Linked DNA regions of Sus scrofa: region 2 is linked to region 1. The links are chromatin contacts, called in public HiChIP or PLAC-seq maps. All regions are on one chromosome and are shown on one strand. The core of a region is the stretch at or near the end of the contact, and the rest is flanking DNA. Distances in the headings are between cores, read along the strand shown. Region 1 has its middle 83 kb from the start of FOXA2. Region 2 holds the start of CD93 (CD93 molecule).

What was found. HiChIP or PLAC-seq counts read pairs in DNA pulled down with a chosen protein or histone mark.
Region 2: a contact with region 1 is called in an H3K27ac HiChIP or PLAC-seq map of skeletal muscle, with 4 times the contacts expected there. The contact joins the promoter of CD93 here to the enhancer-like site in region 1. A contact is called at or near these places in 5 of 47 Hi-C or Micro-C datasets (epiblast stem cells, psoas muscle, retroperitoneal adipose tissue and 2 more) and 1 of 2 datasets of contacts at active chromatin or transcription factors (skeletal muscle).

Annotation. Positions count from the first base shown.
Region 1 is chr17:30,080,903-30,087,711 of Sscrofa11.1, reverse strand. No RefSeq gene overlaps it. Among named protein-coding and RNA genes, the nearest start is that of FOXA2, 83 kb to the right of the region's middle. Within about 2 kb of position 2,906, at least 14 of the 83 cell types and tissues checked have an H3K27ac peak or open chromatin away from gene starts, as enhancers often do. A contact at or near this core is called in retroperitoneal adipose tissue, skeletal muscle and subcutaneous adipose tissue, where this site is marked.
Region 2 is chr17:30,236,326-30,243,134 of Sscrofa11.1, reverse strand. It overlaps CD93 (CD93 molecule), which reads left to right and starts at 3,543. Exons shown (of 1, transcript NM_001315577.1): 1 at 3,543-5,462. The coding sequence starts at 3,543. The coding sequence ends at 5,462.

The sequences.
Region 1 (6,809 bases), core at 1,657-4,156:
TGACAGAGCTCCAGGAGGCCAGATCGGGGGGTGGACAAGGGCTTGAGCAAGCCTGACAGGTGAGCCTTAATAAGGTCCCTGGACTGAGTACTCACTCTATGGGGCGTCGTAGGAAGGTCTGAAGCAGGAAAGAACAGGACCAGCGGTGGTCTTGGGTTTGACGCTCTTCAGGGAAATGTGAGTTCTCAGTGGTGAGGGATGAGTCTGAGACCAGGTCCCCAGGGGCTCGCCCCCCCACACCCCCCACAAACCCATTCCATTTTCAGAGGCCTGGATGGTGATCACTCTAATTTCAACCTGTTAGTGTAGCGGAGTTTCTTTGCAAGGAGCCCCCCCCCCCGCCCCAGGAGCTTGGGGGTGAGGTGGGGAAGTGATGGGGGGAACGGTAGCCAGATAGCAGGAAGCATCACTGACAGGGGATCTTGGAGCATCCGTGGCACAAGGCAGGCGGGCAGAGCGGTGGAACGCGCCTCAGGCGATCCACGTGAGGGGCCAGGAAGCTGGTGTGTCTCTGTCAGCGGCTGCCCCACCCACCCCATCCTGCACTGCTGCCTCCCTCACACCACCCCCCAGGGCTCTTCAACAGCCCTCGCCCCAGGTCCTTGCTTCCTTGCAGCCTGGGCTTCCATCCCGGAGGTTGGCTCTCAGTGTCCACCCAGGTCACGCTCTGTCCCTGAAGGGGAGGGAACAGCTGGCAGTCAAGTTGAAGGCAGACAGGGTGCATTTCATCCCAGTGCTGTCTTGGGGGCCCTGGCCTCCTGTCCTGGTGCTTTGGGGTGGCGGTGGGTGGGGAAGCAGATGCGGGTCCCTAGCTCAGCAGCCGCAGGGGGAGGGGGAGGGTTCCCTCTGTGAGCTGGAGTTTGGCACTTGCCCTCTGCCTTTGCATGGATTAAATCATGAGCCACTGCAGCTGGCGGGTGACCCACAGCGCCCCTTGAGCGGAGTTCAGGGCGGAGACCAGGAGGGAGGCGTGCTGCACTCTGGGAAAACTGGAAGAACAGGTCTTCAGATAGTTAAATAGTTTTAGGAGATTTTATGAGCCCGATTCTTGCATCTCCTCCTATGGAGAAACGCATTAAAATCCTTCAAGGATGACTGATGTTTGTGACTAGCAGGAACCTCCTCGAGACCAGCAGCAAACTTCTGTAAAGTGTGTGCATGGCTTTTTTTTTTTTTTTTTTTTTTTTTGTCTTTTCAGGGCTGCACCCAGGGCATATGGAGTTTCCCAGGCTAGGGGTCGAATCAGAGCTGTAGCTGCTGGCCTACACCACAGCCACAGCAACGATAGATTCGAGCCACGTCTGTGACCTATACCACAGCTCACGGCAATGCTAGATCGTTAACCCACTCACCGAGCGAAGCCAGGGATCGAACCCACAACCTCATGGTCCCTAGTCGGATTCGTTAACCACTGAGCCACCACGGGAAGTCCTGTGTGCATGGCTTTATACCCCCTTCCCCTTTATGATTTATGTCTTGACATTTCCCCTTTCCCCTTTGGGGCAGCGTTTCAGAGCTGTCTGAAATACGGCCTCCTGGGCTGTAGTTAAGTGGACAAAACAAAGGATGTCACAGTCACCTGAGAATGCAGTCACTCCCAAGGGTGGGCCAGCGAGCCCTGAGGGAACTCAGGAAAGACAGAAAGAAGACAGGCCCTCAGTGGAGGTGCCCAGCAAAGCAGGGAATCCAGGGAGCCCAGATTATTACACCTTCCCATAGAAACTGGTTTTCTGTAAATCGTGTGTTCCTACTACCTTCCCTTTGTTGCAAAAACTCATATATCCCAGTTTCCCCCTTCGCAGCCTCTTCGGAGCAGTTTCTCAGGACGGCCTGAGATGCTGTCTTCCAGACTTAAGTCCTAATTTCACCCCAAACAAAACTTAACTCTCAACATTCAGGTTGCGCATTTTTATTTTTTTGTATTTTTGTTTTGTTTTGTTTTGTTGAGCCATGTAGTCTGTGGCTTTGGGGCTAGCTTTTTCTTTGGGAACGTGCGCCTTTTTTTTTCTTTTTTTTGGCTTTTGTCTTTTTATGGCCACACCCATGGCACATGGAGGTTCCCAGGCTAGGGGGTCTAATTGGAGCTGTTGCTGTTGGCCTATGCCACAGCCACATCAACACCAGATCCAAGCCACGTCTGCAACCTATACCACAGCTCATGGCAACACCAGATCCCCAACCCACTGAACAAGGCCAGGGATCGAACCCGCAACCCCATGATTCCCAGTCAGACTTGTTTCCACTGTGCCATGATGGGAACTCCAGGTTGTGCATTTTTTGAAGTCGACTCCTAAAAAGAATATCCCTCCAAGGAAGGCTCGGCCTCATTCTCTTGCTGAGCCCAGAGAGGTTCCGCATCCTGCTGAGGTTCAGGTGGCCCAGAACGGAGCCCCTCTGACCTCAGAGTCAGGCTCTGCCTGCACACGGGCCAGGCAGCCCCCAGCCTTGCACCGGCCCCCAGCCCTGCCTCCCAACCCTGCCTCACCAAGAGGCTGCCTCCAGGTTGGTCCAGGGCCTGGGCTCTGACACGCTGCCCTCCCCCCGCCCACCTCCTTTCACGTCCTAAACTCTTTTTCCGTCCTAAGCTCACATCTTTTCCTCCCACACCCTCCAAGTGGCTCCCCAGTGCCCACCCAGGCAGCGTGGGGCTGGGAGCCAGTCTGCCAGGCAGGCCCCCTCCTCAGACCCCACAGCCTTGAGCCAGGCACCTGCCCAGCCTGCCTGACACAGCCGCCCGTGGACAAAGCGGAGGCTGGCACTGCCCTGGGCCGGCTGGGTCATGATGTCCAGTGGGCTGAGAAGTCTCCGGAGGCCCCCTGCTGGCTCCCCATGAGGATGGCCCTCAGGGGAGATGGTTCCAACAGCTCCGAGCGCTGCCTGCCTCCCCTCGGCTGGGCTGGCCTCACTTTTCCTTCAGGAAAGGCACCGCCCGGCAGGAAATTCCCGCCCAACAAGACTGGCCTCAACCACTGTCCTACAAAGGAGGTGGGACAGTCAGGCTGATAAGACAGGAAACCTCAGGAAGCCATCACTTGCGATTTATACACAATAAGACTATCATTAAAGACAATAGGAGGACTTTTCTAAATATTTAAAAAGCCCTGGCTAAGCAAAGGCTATTTCATGTCACGTGTTGGCCTGAGCCCAGTCACGGGCTAAAAAGAGTAGAACAGATGTTTTTCAGGGAGTGATTTTACCTAAGAGCCATGACATTCCCTGCCAAATTATAACTCTTTTTATTTACTGTCTAGTATTCTTCGTTGGTATAATATCTTTTCAAGAGTCATCCATTTTTCGTCCTTTTTTGTTGGTGGTGGTGGTCTTTTTAGGGCCACACTGGCAGCATGTGAAATTTCCCAGGCTAGGGGTCAAATCAGAGCTGCAGTTGCCAGCCTACACTAGAGCCACAGCAACACAGGATCCGAGCCGCGTCTGCGACCTACACCACAGCTCATGGCAACACCAGATCCTTAACCCACTGATCAAGGCCAGGAATGGAACCCGCATCCTCATGGATATTCGTCAGGTTTGTTACTGCTGAGCCACGATGGGAACTCCAATTTTTCATCATTCATACATGTCACTAAGTTGTTGTGTTGTATTTTATACTCAGCTTGTTCCCTAGGAATAGATGCCTTTGGCTCAACCTAGAGCTCAATCTCATCCTTTCTAAGTCACTAAGTGAGCTGATATTTTTATCATGTTCGCAGTGTTTCATCTCAGTTCTTACCCCCAGACTATCTGCTCCTAACCTACTCCTTTCTAGTCCATTTAAGTGGTTTGTGCTCCTCCTGACATTTGGGGGAAAAGCCACATGTTAGATGTATGGAAATATTTCAGAAACAAATAAGCCACATTTTAAACACAAACAAAATTATCTACGTAGGTAATTCACAAAGTAAGATTTCCAGCTAGCTGTTTATAATACGCCACACCATTAGTCATCAGGAAAATGTAAATTACAGCCACAGAGAGGCAGTGCTACACGTCAAAATGGGTTAAAAATAAATAAATACCCAGTGCATGCAAGGATGTGGAGCAACTGGAATTCAAACACTTTGGCAAATGTTTGGGAGTCTTTCCAAAAACAAAACTACGCCTACTCGGCCATCCTGACATTTCACGGAGGGGCGTTTACGTCACCCAAATGCATGGAGTAGGATACTCATGATTAATAATCGCCCAATTGGTATCGTTGAGAGAATGCATTCCAGCATTCACCAACGGACTAGTACAGGCACACAGCACCAAACAAACAAAAACAACAGAGGTGACTCTCGCAGACGTGACTTTGAGCAAAAGGACACACCTGACTTTATTAGAAATGTCTTATTTCAGGAGTAAATACCATCTCTATTCTGATACCTGCATAGCTTACTGAAAAAGTAAAACCTTTGAAAACTAAAAAAAAAGAAAAAGAAGGAAGAGATCCTGCTTGTGTGAAGTTCAAGGACAGATGGAGACCCGTGTATTGTGAGCTGCTGGACCAGAGGACCCCCTCCTGCACCGGCAGAGGCTCTGGGGGAGGGGTGTGGGGGAGGTGACCTGAATCTCCATCTGGGCCTTGGTTGAGTGGCTCTGGACGCACATGTGACACACACACAAGCGAAACTGGTGTACTTGACCGCACGGATCTTTAGTCCCAGGTGAAAGAGACATATGAGTCCTATCAGCTGAATGTGACACGCAGAACTTGCTTGGATCCCGTTTTGAACAAAACTTGTGTAAAAAGGTGTTCCTGAAACAATCAGGACATGGTGATACTGACAACACTGCGTGACGTAGGTAATGATGGTGTATGTAGGCTGACGGTATCACAAGATGTGTTTTTATACCCTTCTCTGCTAGAATTCACAACTGAAGCCTGAAATGGTATGAAATTGGACTTGGGGAGTTCCTGTCATGGCTCACTAGTTAATGAATCTGACTAGGTACCAAGAGGTTGGGGGTTCGATCCCTCGTCTTGCTCAGTGGGTTAAGGATCCAGTGTTGCGGTGAGCTGTGGTGTAGGTCGCAGATGCGGCTCAGATCTGGCATTGCTGTGGCTGTGGCTGTGGCCGACAACTGCAGCTCCGATTTGACCCCAAGCCTGGGAAATTTCACATGCTGCCGGTGTGGCCCTAAAAAGACCCCCCAAAAAAAGGGAGAAAAATGGATGACTTTTGGAAAGATATTATATCAATGAAGAATACTAGACAGTAAATAAAAAGAGTTATAATTTGGTGGGGAATGTCATGGCTTTTAGGTAAAACCATCTGTTCCCGACCTCTATATGCCACGGGAATGGCCCTGGAAAAGGCAAAAAGACAAAAAAAAAAAAAAGAGAAAAAATGATATTGGACTTGGCTTTGGAATAACTCTGTGGGGTCTGGACACTGAGGGTGCAGAGGGTGGGCACAGAGGAAGCAGGTTGGGGCCACACTGACAATGGTGCAGGACTCTTGCTCTATTCTCTTTACTATTGTATTTGTAGAGAAACTTCCATAATTTAAAAAAAAAATTTTTTTTTTGGCTGTGCCTAAAGCACACAGAAGTTCCAGGGTCAGGGATCGAATCTTTGCCCTAGCAGCTACCTGAGCCACAACAGTGACAATGCCTGATCCTTAACCCACTGAGCCACCAGGGAACTCCTAAAAAAAGATTATTTTCTTAAAAAAAAAAAAAAACAACCCTGGCTTTAGGGGGTTAACACAAATTTTAAAATAAAACCTGATTTTGAAACAATGGCTAGTGTTGTTGGGTGAGGCAGGGTTGTGAAGTCACGTAGCTGCACCCACCCCAGCCTGCCTGGCCCTCCCTGCAGGTCTGACCACCCACAGGACCTGGTGCAGGTGGAGCAGCCACCGGCCACAGGGAACTTGTGGGGCTGGCAGGAAGCACTGCTCCTGCCACACCCCGAGCACTGCAGCTGGTCTTCCTCCCAGAGGCCACCCTGGGACGGTGGTGTAGTCACCTCAGCTCATTGCCACAGCCACTGGGTCCCCTTGTCTTGCATGGGGAAGGGATCCACAGCGTACTTTCAGCTCCAGCCCTGCACCTCCCACAGAGCAGCTCTGCTCTGAGCCCTGTGTCGGGGGGTGCCATGGCCCCCACTTCCCACTGGAGGGAAGACATCAGGGGCACAAGGCAAAGAGGCCCCATGAATGTGAACTTATCAGAGGCCCCAGAGAGACCTGGAGAGAAACGCAGTACAACAAAGCCACGTAGCTCTGCCCCGAGAACAGGTGAGCCCAGAGTAGTTCGTGGAAACCCCTCCCATCCTCCTCAGAACCCCCACTTGGCAACACTGCCCAGAAGCTCTGCTTGAGATATTTGGAACTGTATTTAAGTTTGGGTTGGCTGGACTGGACAGCGAAGCTGCAGTCATGCTTTCTAGGTGTGTTCCCATACAGAGCAAGGGCCTGGAGCTCCATCTGCTCACAGAGGGTCCACAGCCCCTAAAGCAAGAAGACCACGGCCCTCGGGGGATGCCACCATGATGGCAGGTCTCGTGTGTCCTTGGTGAGGTGGGGTTTGAAGGCACCACATTGTATCTGCATACACGTCCTTTTCAGGGCTGTCTGTTAATCCCTTTGAAGATCCTGTCCTACAAATTATAACTCAGATCAGCCTTCCATTTAAGAGCCAGGAGCAAAGGATTCTTGAAAAGCAAGAGGCCAAGTTGAGAATGCCCATGGGAACAGGGGTGGTCCATTCTGCCCCCACATCCCGCTGCCTCAGGAAAGCGTGCGTTTGCAGAGGTCACTTTGGGCAGATTTTACGGTCGGCTCTTTTATGTCCTCGGGGTTCTGCTGAGGCTGAACAAGCTG
Region 2 (6,809 bases), core at 2,294-4,793, 150 kb before region 1:
TGCAGAACTTGGGTCCCAGCCCAAAGCCAGCCAGTGGCTAAACTGAGGCTCCAATTCCAATTGCTGGAGGCAGAGTTCGGGTGGGCTCAGCTGGTCAGGTGAGCCCGCTGAACCCTCACAGAGCCCCAGGAGGTGCGGGGGACCGCCATGGACTGTTGTGCGTGAACAGAGAGGTCTGCAGCAGGTCTAAGGTCACACAGCCTGAGAGCGGCTGAGTAGGATTTGAACCCGGGGCAGACGTGTTCTATCCCTTTGATGCAGAACAGCTGGAAAGGCAAAAGCCACCTCAGGGATTAGGTCCTTGAGTGGCTTTGGCCACAAGGAACACCGTACCTGGGTGGGTCAGTGCAACAGCCCACACAGAAGCACAGTGAAGTTACCTTCATTCTTTATTTCTTCTTTAGTTTTTTATTAAATTTTTGTTGTTGTTGTTGTTTTGCTTTTTTAGGGTGGCAGCCACGGCCTATGGAGGTTCTCAGGCTAGGGGTTGAATTGGAACAAGAGGTGCTGGCCTACACCACAGCAATTCGGGATCCCAACCGAGTCTGCAACCCATACCACAGCTCACGGCAATGCCAGATCCTCAACCCACTGAGTGAAGCCAGGGATCGAACACCCATCCTCATGGATACTAGTCAGATTTGTTTCTGCTGCGCCACAAAGGGAACCCCTCAAAAAAATATTTTTCAGTCACTTTACTCTGACACAAAAAGGAAAGACACAGCTTCATCTATGTCTGAACCTGCAGGTGACTGCCGAATGCCCACTCCCACTGCACGGCGGGAGGGACCCCTCCTCAAGGCTGGCCCTTCAGCGCTTCCCCTTGGATTTCAGAAAAAAGCCCCCAGTCGACACTGCCTGGGCTCCCAGGCTCCTCCTTCCACAGGCTCCAGTCTGATTGTCCTTCCTCTGCTCCCTTAAGAAGGTCACGACCTGCCCACCGCAGGGCCTTGGGACCTGCTGTTCTCCATGTGGACATCTCTTCCCTTCTTAGTTACTCCTCCTTTGGATTCCAGCTTCATTGCCATTCTTCCCGGCTGCCCACCCCCATCAGGCCAGGACCTCTTCTGACACCTTGAGCCACTTGTCACAGCTGTTTCAACATGGTCAAATCTGTTCATGCTAAGAGATTTCAAGGGTCAGCAAGGCAGGAGTTTTCTCCTAGAATCCTAGTGCTGGAGTTCCCGTCGTGGCGCAGTGATTAACGAATCCAACTAGGAACCATAAGGTTGCGGGTTCGGTCCCTGCCCTTGCTCAGTGGGTTAACGATCTGGCATTGCCGTGAGCTGTGATGTAGGTTGCAGACGCGGCTCGGATCCCGAGTTGTTGTGGCTCTGGTGTAGGCCGGTGGCTACAGCTCCAATTAGACCCCTAGCCTGGGAATCTCCATATGCTGCGGGAGCGGCCCAAGAAATAGCAAAAAGACAAAAAAAAAAAAAAAAAAAAAAAAAGAATCCTAGTGCTGAGCCCAACACATCAAGAATCCTTAATCAGCATTGGTTGGATGGCTGGATGTCAAGATGGATGGATGGATGGGTGAGTGGGTGGTTGGGTGGACTGATGGATGGGCAGGTGGGTGGGTGGATAGATGGATGGGTGAGTGTGATAGGAGGATGGATGGGTGTATTGATGGGTAGATGGATAGAAGGATGGATGGATGATGGCTGGCTGGCTGACTGGCTCTCCATGGGCACTAAAGAGCACAGGAAAAAATCTATAGGGTCTAAAAAAAGCATCTCTCAGAGTTCCCATTTTGGCTCAGCGGTTAGAGAATATGACTAGCATCCATGAAGATGCAGGTACGATCCTTGGCCTTACTCGGTGGGTTAAGGATCTGGTGCTGCTGTGAGCTGTGGTGTAGGTTGCAGGCATGGCTCTGATCCTGCATTGCTGTGGCTGTGGCCTAGGCCAGCAGCTGTAGCTCCAATTCGACCCCTTGCCTGGGAATCTCCATATATGCTGCAGATGTGGCCCTAAAAAGACCAAAAAAAAAAAAAAAAAGAAAAAAAACAAAAGCATCTCTGGACTCTTACAAATATCTGATTAACATAAAAGAGAGATAAGGGGCACCCTCTGAGGGGCCTCCAACCCTAGAAAGGGTACTTAATCTCTGGTAGGGGCTGAAAGCCAGTGCGTTCCCAGCCCCCACAACACCCTAACTCAAATTTCTGGGGAGATCCCATGCTGCTGAGGCTGTGGCTTCAGCTGCAGCCCCTTGGCAGTTCCTGAAACTCGGCCTGAGTGCTCCCTCTGGGCCCCGGGTCCTCACCTGCGGCAGAGCGCCGAGGGGAGGGAAGCAGAGAAGGCGTGCCTAGCCCCTCCCCTGGCCTGGCAGGGCACACTCGGAGTGGGGTCCACAGTCTACAGGGGTGTCCCAGGGACACTGCTCATTCAGTGTCACCCTGGGGCTGGCCCCTTCCTTATCTCCGTCTCACTTTCCCTCCCAAATAAACTGCTTGTCCCAAACCTTGTCTTGGGGTCTACTTCTCAGGGACCCCAACCAGTGACAGCCCGGATGGGCAGAGCACATCTGCCATCGCAGGAAAGCATCCTTTGTGTCAAGAGCCTATGACGAGTCGCTGTGCAGAAGGAGGTCAGTGCCTTGGTCAGAAGGAAGGGGATTCTGGGCCCAGATCTCCCGCCCTTCCCATAACCCCAAGCTGACGGAAAACAGGCCTGCAAGCCCAGGGTCACGAGGCCAGAAACATTCTCATTTTTCCTTTCTGGTGCTGTTTTGTGAGGCTGCCACTTCCTAACACAGTATTTGCACTACGAAACCCTGAAAACTGCCAAATTTCACCCAATTTGGTTTAATGTTCTCGAGGAGTTGGCATTGTGTTAGAAAGTCAGACATTCCCACGGCCCAGTTCCTATTTAAAAATTGCCTATCTATTTAAAGTTCACGATGGGAGGAATAAGAGAAAAAAGACTGGCAAAGCCAAAGAGAACATGACAGCGGCAAAGGGAAGTCCAGTTTGCTTCTAAAAAAGGCTGAAAATTATAACCATCCATGGCTTCATGTCTCAAGTCCGAGGATTTTTTTTTCTCTCTTCTGGTAGTTTGCAAACCAAAGTGGAATTTTATTATGGGTTACAAAGTGAGCTTTCTCAAGTTCCAAGCCCCCAAAATCCCCACTCTTTCTGCAGCGTGCCCTTGTGCGGATGAGAAAGAGGACGGACCCCAAATAAAGCAGCCGGTGTCTCCGAGCTGCAAACAAACGTCTCCCCCCACGCCCTGCGTTTCCTTAGCTGGGACCCAGCGACGTTGCCTGGCTCCTTTTATGAACAACAAAACCGTGATGAAGGCAACAGGAGTCAGAAGCTATTCAGCACAGGAAGCCCCCGTATCCGGTGAGGGATAAGAAGCGAGCAGCACAGGATGCGCCTTGGGTCAGGGGGCCGCAGAGAGCCCTCAGCCTTTGTGTCCTTCTCTGTGACGGAGCGTCCACATCTGAGCCCTCGGCTCTCCTCCGAGTTCAGCCCCGGCTCCTGCCATCACGGACCGGCTGCCAGCTTCCCGCCCAGGGAGACACGGAGGCCGCAATGACTACCTCCCCCGGATTGCTGCTGCTGCTGCTGCTGCTGTTGGTCCAGCCCCGGGAGGGGGCCACCAGCCAGGAGGCCGTGGTCTGTGTGGGGACTGCCTGCTACTCGGCCCACTGGGGCAAGCTGAGTGCAGATGAAGCCCAGCTCCACTGCGACAAGAAGGGGGGCAACCTGGCCACGCTCAAGAGCGAGGAGGAGGCCCGGCACGTCCAGGGCACCCTGGCCCAGCTATTGCAGCCTGGGGCGCCCCTGGCAGAGCGCATGGGCCGGTTCTGGATTGGGCTCCAGCGAGACAAGGGCAAGTGCTTGGACAGTGACCTGCCGCTGAAGGGCTTCCGCTGGGTGGATGGCGTGGAGGATACGCCATACACCAACTGGCACAAGGAGGCCAAGAACTCCTGCATCTCGAAGCGCTGCGTGTCCCTGCTGTTGGACCTGTCCACGCCCGCCCTGGCCAGCCGCCTCTCCAAGTGGGCCGAGGGCCCGTGCGGGAGCTCCCGATCTCCCGGAAACAGCGTCGAGGGCTTTGTGTGCAAGTTCAGCTTCAAAGGCATGTGCCGGCCGCTGGCCCTGGGGGGCCCGGGCCAGGTGACCTACACCACCCCCTTCCAGGCCACCAGCTCCACCCTGCAGGCTGTGCCCTTCGGCTCCATGGCCCACGTCGCCTGTGGGGACAGGGACGAGAGTCAGCAGCCTTACTTCCTATGCAAGGAGAAGGCCCCCAATGTGTTCGAGTGGAACAGCTCAGGGCCCCTCTGCATCAGCCCCAAGCTTGGCTGCGACTTCAACAATGGGGGCTGTGAGCAGGACTGCTTTGAAGGGGGGGACGGCTCTTTCCGCTGTGGCTGCCGGCCGGGGTACCGGCTCCTGGACGACCTGGTCTCCTGTGCCTCCCGGAACCCTTGCAGCTCCAGCCCTTGTAGAGGGGGGGCCACGTGTGTCCCTGTGCAGCTCGGGAAGGACTTCAGGTGCCACTGCCCTCCAGGCTACCAGCTGGACTTGACTGGGCGGGACTGTGTGGACGTGGACGAGTGTCAGGATGCTCCCTGCACCCAGGAGTGTGTCAACACGCCGGGGAGTTTCCGCTGCGAGTGCTGGGTGGGCTACGAGCCCGGCGGCCCTGGAGAGGGGGCCTGCCAGGATGTGGACGAGTGTGCCCCCGGCCGCTCGCCCTGCGCCCAGGGCTGCACCAACACCATCGGCTCCTTCTCCTGCTCCTGTGAGGACGGCTACATCCTGGCCGGGGAGGAAGGCACCCAGTGCCTGGACTTGGACGAGTGTGAGGGCCAGGGGGCCAGGCGCTGTGGCGGCTTATGTTTAAACACGGAGGGGTCCTTCCGCTGTGGCTGCCTCCCAGGCTGGGAGCTGGCCCCCGACGGGGTCTCCTGCACCGGGGGCCCCACGTCGCCAGCACCGTCAGCCGGAACCCCCCAAGTACAGGACACAGGAGATGGAGAAGGGGAGCATGTGTCTTCTGCCACAGCATCGAGTCCCACTGGGGACCCTGAAGGCACCTCCGAAACCACATGGGTGGTGCCCACAACCGGGAGATCGTCTCTCCCCCGACATGTCCGCACCTCCCTTGCTCCACCCGAGATGCTGGTCCCCAGTGGGACCCGTAGTGTCTGGTCCCCAGTGGGACCCCTGGCCACGCCTGGCCAAAGAGAGTCTACCGGTGATGATTTCACAGCCAAACACAGTGACAGTGGCACGGACGGGCAGAAGCTGCTGCTGTTCTACATCCTGGGCACCGTGGTAGCCATCCTGCTCTTGCTGGCTCTGGCTCTAGGGCTGCTGGTCTATCGAAAGCGCAGAGCCAAGAGGGAGGAGAAGGAGAAGCCAAAGAATGCGGCAGACAGCTATGCCTGGGTTCCAGAGCGAGCGGAGAGCAGGGCAGCGGAGAACCCCTACAGGTAAAGGAAGTGGTCACGGGGGGCGGGCAGTGACCATGGCAGGCGTGGGCAAGGGTCTCTCCCACCCCGCATGTCTGGGGTCCAGACTGCATGGCTGGGCAGCAGCTTCCAATAGCCCCACTTTGTTCCCCACAGTCCAACGCCGGGGACAGACTGCTGACCAGGAGGGCCTGGAACACCAGCTGCGACCACCGTCCTCAGAGCTCAGCCATTGGAAGCAGGACCCCGCCCTCCCAGAACACTGGACTGGAATCTTAGCACAGAATTGTAACCCTTCTCTTTCATGGCCTGGCAACTTGGGGTGTGCAGGTAGCCCGCATGGTTTTGGGGGGTGGGTGTCCCAGAGTGGATGTGGGGTAGGCATCGGTTCAAGAATTTCATGCATGTTAGCAACCCCCCCCCCATTAAAATTCGCCTGATTCTGGATCGGGTGTCATAAGTCAGGTGCTAAGGGCTTCTCTGCCCACATAAACCAGAGCCGGTGCCTGCGTGAGCTGAGACTGACGGACTGGCTCCTCCTGCTGTGACGGAGGCAGAGTCCATGAGCTCATTACTGAGCTGATTACAGGAGAAGCTCCGCTTCTTCAGAGGGGACGGGTCTGGGGCTGGACGTTCCTTTCCATTCATGCGTCTGCACCCCGAGGAGAGCTGGGTGCCACCCAGACCTTCTGGAGTAAGCAGAAGTGCACTGGGCTGCTTAGGTGGTGGGGGCAGGACCTTTAGAAATTGCATCTTCTAGCTTTTCGGGTTCTGATCGTCTTCTGTTCATCTGGCAGTGGAGTCTGAACAACATGGGGGAAATAGCAAGAAGTGAGTTACCCATGGTTTTGGAAACTAGAGAGGGGGGCAGGGTTTGTTTCATAACTACTTGAATCAATTCGTCTAAATAAATGTGCTGAAGAGACCACATGCTTGATGAGATGGACCCTCAAGAGGACAGAAGCCAGGGGGCCCCACGACCCTGGAGCTGCTCTGCCTTTCCCGCATGTGGGGTGCCCCATCTTTCTGAAGGAGGTGTGGGGGGGATGAGGGGCTGTCGTCATCAGCGTTTAGCAGCGTTCGTGGTGGCTGCTGCCTCCTAGAGCTGGTCCTGGCTTGCAGCTATAATGTGGTCAAATCAGATGAGTCCTATGGGGGCTGCCCATGGCACAGGTGTCTTCTGATACAGGTGTCCCCAGCATAGGGGTCCCCTGGCGCAGGTGTCCCCTGGCTCTCCTCCTTAAGAAAAAGGGCAGGAGTGGAGGGAGGAGGAAGGAGAGAATAATCAAACCTGTGCCACAGCAGACGGCAGACGCTGCTCAGGGTCATGTTCATTAATAGCCTCCTTCTCAAGGGCTTGCTGCAAAGATTG